Regions from separate parts of the Triticum aestivum genome. Here region 2 is linked to region 1. Evidence: chromatin contacts called from public Hi-C data. All regions are on one chromosome and are shown on one strand. Each heading gives the region's core, a stretch centred on a gene start, on an enhancer-like site or on the middle of the called end of the contact. The rest is flanking DNA. Distances are from core to core; before and after follow the strand shown.

Evidence for each region. Hi-C and Micro-C count contacts between places; a contact is called where the count stands out from the background.
Region 2: a Hi-C map of leaf shows a contact between it and region 1, with 3 times the contacts expected there. The contact joins the promoter of LOC123067550 here to the enhancer-like site in region 1. A contact is called at or near these places in 2 of 5 Hi-C or Micro-C datasets (both in leaf) and 1 of 1 datasets of contacts at active chromatin or transcription factors (leaf).

Annotation. Positions count from the first base shown.
Region 1 is chr3B:477,471,742-477,475,478 of IWGSC CS RefSeq v2.1, reverse strand. No RefSeq gene overlaps it. Among protein-coding and RNA genes, the nearest start is that of LOC123067549, 33 kb to the right of the region's middle. Within about 2 kb of position 1,933, at least 6 of the 8 cell types and tissues checked have an H3K27ac peak or open chromatin away from gene starts, as enhancers often do. A contact at or near this core is called in leaf, where this site is marked.
Region 2 is chr3B:477,725,660-477,729,396 of IWGSC CS RefSeq v2.1, reverse strand. It overlaps LOC123067550 (mitogen-activated protein kinase kinase kinase 17), which reads left to right and starts at 1,788. Exons shown (of 2, transcript XM_044490297.1): 1 at 1,788-3,251. The coding sequence starts at 1,893.

The sequences.
Region 1 (3,737 bases), core at 684-3,183:
GTAGTCGTCATCGACGGTGGCGTCTGGCTCCTGGGCTCTATCGTCTAGTCGCAGCAACCGGGTAAAGAAAGGGGGAAAAGGGGGAACAAGGCAACCGTGAGTACTCATCCAAAGTACTCGCAAGCAAGGAGCTACACTACATATGCATGGATATATGTGTAAAGGGCCATATCAGTGGACTGAACTGCAGAATGCCAGAATAAGAGGGGGATAGCTAGTCTTATCAAAGACTACACTTCTGGTCGCCTCCGTCTTGCAGCAGGTAGAAGAGAGTAGACTGAAGTCCTCCAAGTAACATCGTATAGCATAATCCTACCCGGTAATTCCCTCCTCGTTGCCCTATTAGAGAGCGATCACCGGGTTATATCTGGCACTTGGAAGGGTGTGTTTTATTAAGTATCCGGTTCAAGTTATCATAAGGTCAAGGTACAACTCCGGGTCATCCTTTTACCGAGGGACACGGCTATTCGAATAGATTAACTTCCCTGCAGGGGTGCACCACATAACCCAACACGCTTGATCCCATTTGGCCGGACACACTTTTCTGGGTCATGCCCGGCCGCGGAAGATCAACACGTCGCAGCCCCACCTAGGCACAACAGAGAGGTCAGCACGCCGGTCTAAACCATGCGCACAGGGGTCTGGGCCCATCGCGCTTAGCACACCTGCACGTTGCGTACGCGGCCGGAAGCAGATCTAGCCCCCTTAATACAAGCGCGAGCTTACGATCCAATGCGGCGCGCGCCACTCAGTCGCTGACGTCACGAAGGCTTCGGCTGATACCACGACGCCGGGATACCCATAACTACTCCCGCGTAGATGGTTAGTGCGTATAGACCAAATGGCCAGACTCAGATCAAATACCCAGATCTCGTTAAGCGTGTTAAGTATCCGCGAACGCCGAACAGGGCCAGGCCACCTCTCTCCTAGGTGGCCCCAACCTGCCCTGTCGCTCCGCCACAAAGTAACAGTCGGGGGCCGTCGGGAACCCAGGCCCACCACTACCTGGGTAGAACCACCTGCCCCTTCTGCCCCCATCTCCGAACAGTATCACAGGTAATGTAACAGTGTAAAGTATATAATATATGCCCGTGATCACCTCCCGAAGTGATCACGACCCAGTAGATAGCATGGCAGACGGACAAGAGTGTAGGACCACTGATGGAACACTAGCATCCTATACTAAGCAGTAGGATAGCAGGTAAATGTAACAACAGTAGTAGCAAGGACAGGCTATGCATCAAGATAGGAATAACGGAAAGCAGTAACATGCTACACTACTCTAATGCAAGCAGTATAGAGTAGAATAGGCGATATCTGGTGATCAAGGGGGGGCTTGCCTGGTTGCTCTGGCAAGAGAGAGGGGTCGTCAACTCCGTAGTCGAACTGGGGGTCACCGGCAGCCATCGGGGTCTACCGGAAAGAAGTAACGGAGGGGGAACACAATAAACAACAGAGCAATCAAAGCATCACAAAGCGTAACATGGCAATACGCGGTGTTAACATGGCAATATGCGGTGGTAGAGGTGACCTAACGCAGTAGGAGGTGTTACCGGCGAAGGGGGAAAACATCCGGGAATGTATCCCCGGTGTTTCGCGATTTCGGACAGATGAACCGGAGGTGAAATGTTGCAGGTTTGCTATGTTAGGGATGCGTGGCAGACGAACGGGCTGCGTATTCGGATTCGTCTTGTTGTTCTGAGCAACTTTCATGTACAAAGTTTTTCCATCCGAGTTACGGTTTATTTTATATGATTTTCTAACGTTTAAAAGAATTTCTAGAATTGATGTATTTATTTAATTCGAAAATAAAAAATAAATAAAAAAAAACAGAATAATTTTGTCACCTAGCTCAAGTCTAGACAGAGTGTATGATAGATGGGTCCTAGTGGTCCAGTTGACCCAGTCAAGATTGACTAGTCAACAGATGAACAGTGTATGTAGGGTCCACATGTTTGTGTTTTAATAATTTCCTACATGATATTTCTTTAATCTAATTCAGGTAGACCGCACGTCATAGACTACACCTAATTAGACAATCTAATAACCTAAGCACTAACTATTCCTAAACTAGCTACTAACTAGAGCACGGGTGGCCACAACAGCGGCAGCAGAAAGCAACAGCTAGAATCAGCGGCAATAGCATGAGCAACAGCAGCGATTAGCAGACAGAGAGCAGCAGGAGTAGTGAGCAGCAGCAGCGACAGGACCGCGGGCGGCGTGCGCACGCGGCCGGGGCGCGGCGGCCGCACGCGCAGACGGGCGCAGGGAAAGGCCCAGGGCGCGGCCAGGGAGCAGCAATGAGCAGACCGTAGCAGTGTGCGGCTCCAGCACGCACGTACGCGTACGTGTACGCGGAAGCTCAAAGGAGTTCGGGGATGGTGGCTACGGCAATGAATCGAGGCGGGAAGAAGGGGGATTTGGGGGAGGAGCTCACAGCTAGCTCGGTGGCGAGGTTGGGGAGAGTCGGGGTTGACCGGAACGGCGGTAATCGACGACGGACGACGATGTACGGGACGAAGAAGACGACGATGGTGAGCGTACGAGGCGGTCCGGCTTGAGCTGGTCCCCGAAACAGACGGATCCGGCCACGGCGGACCTCCTGGACGTGCTCCCGCACGCCGGAGACACCGGTGGCCGCGTGCTTCACTGGTTGCAGTCATGGCGACGCTCGGCTTCGGACAAGGCAGAGGGGAGAGGACCAGGGGAGTGGGGGAGGGGAACGGACGCGCTAGGGTTCGAAGAGGGCGCTCGGGGGCGTCTAAGTAGGCGCCGTGGGGGAGGGAGGATGGTTGCCACGGCGACAAGCCTCGGCCACAGCCGGGGGATCTTTGCCACGATCCTCCCTGTGAACAGGAGGAAGGGGACGCTAGCTAGATGGGCCGGCCTGGTTGGCCTAGTGGCCAGCTGGGCCGAACGGCCCAGGGGGAGGGGGGGCTTTGCCCTTTTTTTTGTTTTCTCTTTTGTATTTTCTTTTATTATTTGTTTTCTGTTTTAATTCATTTAAAAGTATTTAGGCATTTTATAAAAACGTGTTTACTTCACCCTAATTTCCGATGCAATAATTGACATAGCCCGAACATTTTTATTTTAATATTTGAAAACTTTTGTCGTTTGACTTATTTAGGATTTAAATTTGAAATGGTTTTGAATTAACCCGAGATTAACTACAGTGACAGAGGTGACGTGTCATCATTAACGTGAGATTACTGTTGCATGATTATCCGGGCATTACAAATCTCCTCCACTATAAGAAATCTTGTCCCGAGATTTAAGAGGGGAGTAAGGGGGAAAGTTCTGGTTACGATACTCTAACGGATCTTCTCGAAGAATTTAATCCCTTTCGTTGATGTCTTCAATCAATTTTTTTTATTCCAAAGCATCATGATGAAGTTGTCGTCCTTTCTTTGGGGAACTCCATAGAGAACACTCTCCCCTCTACGTTGTGTCAACGCTTTCGCTTCGGTCTACCAGGGTACATAGACAACACTCTCCCCTCTCGTTGCTATGCATCATTATGATCTTGTGTGTGCGTAGGAATTTTTTTGAAATTACTACGTTCCCCAACACATGTCAGTTACGCAACTGCACCTGCAGTTTAGTCACTGAAGCTTCTGTTCGGCTCAGCGGGACACAGGTGGGTAGCTTTGGTTAATTAATTATACCTCTTTCGTCACGAAGCTTCCTCCTTCGTGGATCTCATTGGCACTCTTCGTAGGATTTTTTTTGAAATTACT
Region 2 (3,737 bases), core at 539-3,038, 250 kb before region 1:
CCGGAATTAACGACCTCAACCGGCGCCAGCCGCGGATTAATTAGAGTAGAGGAGGCCGTCGCATCACGCAGCTGACCTGACAGACACACCCTATTGCACTAACCACACTCGTGCTTCACATGTAGTAGTACTTGCATCTATTTTGGCTCAAAAAATAATAGTCTATTTTTGCTCTGTACTGACGCTCGTGAATCCCATTTAATCACACGAAAATCACGAGCGGTACGCCCCCCGTTATAGAATGCAGGGCAGGATCGCCCTGGCGGTTTTCCAATCTCGTGTTCCTCGTTCTCAGTTTTCTGAAAAAACACGCGGAACGCGGAGTGCATACTGTATTTTTTTTGGCCTCACACAAAGGTGAGCATTTTTTTTTTCGAAACGGAGGCAAAAGATTTGCCTCATTCATTAAATAAGAGAGAAGAGTTTTAGGGTGTTACAAGTGACCACACACACGGCATGGCAACTACTCGCGTACAATAATGAACCCCAGTTTTTTAGCACCCGCAAAAACCCAAAGCTTGGCGTCATCGATGATAGTTCGGAGGAGGACCGGTGGTGGTGCACTCTTGCGACGGAAGACCCGAGCGTTACGCTCGTTCCAGATTGTCCAAGAAACCAACATTGTAAGGGAGGCCAAGGCTCGTCGATCTGGGTTTTGCAAGCTGGTTCGCTTGTCCCACCATTCCAAAACGGATCCATCCAAGTGCCAAGAAGAGGTGTCCATGTGAGCAAGACCGAATTCAAGGATGACCGAGTTCCATAGCCTAATAGTGTAGCGACATTTGAAGAAGAGGTGCGCGCCTGTCTCGCCTTCAGTCCTGCAGAGTGGGCAAAGTCCACAGTTTTCCCATCCGCGCCGCTCTAATCTGTCGGCAGTCCAAATCCGGTCTTGGATAGCCAACCAAGCAAAGAATTTGATCTTGGGAGGGGCCCACGCCTTCCAGATCATGAAGTCCATAGGCGATAGCGTCAAGCCGAGGAACTGTGCCTTGTATGCAGTGGCCGCCGAGTAGATCCCGTTATTGGCATGTTTCTAGATAATGTCATCGTCAGCTTGTGTGTCCAGGTGTAGATCATGCACCAACATCCATAACGTGAAGAACTGACGGATGTGGGCAATGGAAGCGACGATGTTATGGTTGATCTTAAGAATCCAAGCAGGCTTCACGCACTTTTCAATTCTTATGCGTGGAGGCACCGTATATTAAAGGAGCAATGTTCTTCGGTTTCCGCCCAAGAAGCTATGGGGAGTCCCAAAAAGGTGTTTTGGCTCCATTGCCCAAAATGATGGTCGCATAGAAAAAGTCCCAAAAAGGTGAGCATATTGTATTGCTGCACCGCCACAAAAACAATACTGCGAGGAGATTGATTCGCTGAGTGGGCAGAAATAACAATGACAGTGGGATGCATGGGCCAAGTGCCGTTGGTGGCGACTGGCGGAGAGGAGAGGAGAGGAGATGGATGCGTTTGACGGCGGCATGTGCAGCGAGCGAGCGAGCGTCAGGCGCGGGCGCCCGTCGGTTGATTGACCGCATGAGCCGCCGCGCGTTCCCACCCACACAAACGCACGGAAAAATGATGGAAAAGAAACAGCGTCCAATTGCCGCGCGTGGGTAGAACGCACAAGCCACGCTTTCTGCCTCGCCAAGTTGAGCATTGACACACACCAAACACCTTCCCCGCCCCGATCGGCCCCCTAATCTAATCCCCACCCAATTAGCTCCAAGTCGTCTTCGCCTTCCCCTTCCCCTCCTAACCCCATTGCTTCCATGGATATATAAACGCGCGCAACCACAGGCCACCCAAACCCAACGCACACCAAACAAAAACAACAACAACAAGATCACCGGCGCATCCCATCCCAGAGCAACCACACACGCAGACAAGCAAGAATGGCGATCGCCGTGAGCGGGCAATGGACTCGCCTGCGGACGCTCGGCTGCGGCGCGTCGGGGGCCGTGGTCACCCTGGCGGCCGACGCCGCGTCGGGGGAGCTGTTCGCGGTCAAGTCCGTGCGCGCGGCGGACGCGGCGCAGCTGAGCCGGGAGCAGGGGATCCTCTCCGGGCTCTCCTCGCCGCACGTCGTGGGCTGCATCGGCGGCGGCGGCGACCGCGACGGCTCCTACCACCTCTTCCTCGAGTTCGCCCCCGGCGGCTCGCTCGCCGACGAGGCCGCGAGGAATGGGGGCCGCCTGGAGGAGCGCGCCATCCGGGCGTACGCGGCGGACGTCCTGCGCGGGCTCGCCTACATCCACGGCAAGTCGCTCGTGCACGGCGACGTCAAGTCGAGGAACGTAGTGATCGGCGCCGACGGGCGCGCCATGATCGCCGACTTCGGGTGCGCGAGGGCCCTCGGTTCGGCCGGGCCGATCGGAGGCACGCCGGCGTTCATGGCCCCGGAGGTGGCACGAGGCGAAGAGCAGGGGCCGGCCGCCGACGTGTGGGCTCTCGGCTGCACGGTCGTCGAGATGGCCACCGGGCGCGCCCCGTGGGGCGAGATGGACAACGTCCTTGCCGCCGTCCACCGGATTGGGTACACGGACGCCGTGCCGGAGGTGCCGACGTGGCTGTCAGCGGAGGCGAAGAGTTTCCTCGCCATGTGCTTCGCGAGGAACGCCCGCGACCGGTGCACGGCGGCGCAGCTCCTGGAGCACCCGTTCGTGGCATTGCAGGCAGGAGAGGCCAAGGCCAGGTGGGTGTCTCCCAAGAGCACGCTCGACGCAGCATTCTGGGAATCGGAGACCGACGAGGAAGAGGAGGAGGAGGAGGAGGTTTCGGAGAGCCCGTCCGAGAGGATCAAGTCATTGTCGTGCTCCGTCTTGCCGGACTGGGACTCCGACGAAGGCTGGATCGACGTGCTCGGCGAGCAGTGCGAAGCTTGCGATTCACCAGCAGCAACCAAGGGGCCAGCTGATGTGTCCAGCAGGGCGCCAAGCAAAGTGCTCGGGTCCCCGGCGGTGCCAGCTGAAGACGTAGCTGTCGTCGGCACCCTTTCAAGTGATGAACATGAAGTGGACGCAGAGGATGAGCCTTTCGGTGACGATACCATCCTGGCCGCTGATCCTTCGGTGGACCGCCAGAACCAAGTGTGTTCGAGCTCAGATAGAGATGTACTTTCATCATCACATGTACCCTGTAATAATCGAGTTCTTGCAATAGAAAAGTTTCGTTTTCCACAAATCTTGCTGTGCCGTTCTGACAATCTCTCTTGCGTTCCTACTCTGTTCTGGACCAGTACTGAATTTCTAGCCGTGCGTGGAGAACACAGTGCGTCTCCCTCTTTACACTCCAACTCACAACAAAAATCTTCCTAAAACTTACACAACTACAGTACCACAGTAGTAGATAGTAAGTGACTACGCAGTAGAGAAGAATGGGCATTTGCTTTGCCTGTGGTAGCACGGCAAGGAAAGAAAAACCACGAAATGACTGTTTCCTTGTGCTGAGAAGCTAAGGCTTTGGACGAAGCGTGCGGTTTATTCCATGCCAAACAATTCCATCTTCCATCACAGGTCGACACGGCCGGATCGTCTCGGCCTCTCGGCCACGAAACGGGCGGGCCGACTTGGCGTTGGAGGTGCGGGCGTCAGCCCACGCCATCTCGTGCGTACGCCTCCACTTGCTTGATTAATGAATGGATCGCGCGGCAAGAAGAAAGCCTCCCCTCCCGTCCCGAGTGGGAAAGCCAGCGACGGCGGCGCGGGCGTCCGCTCAAGCAAAGGGGGACCGAGCCGTAC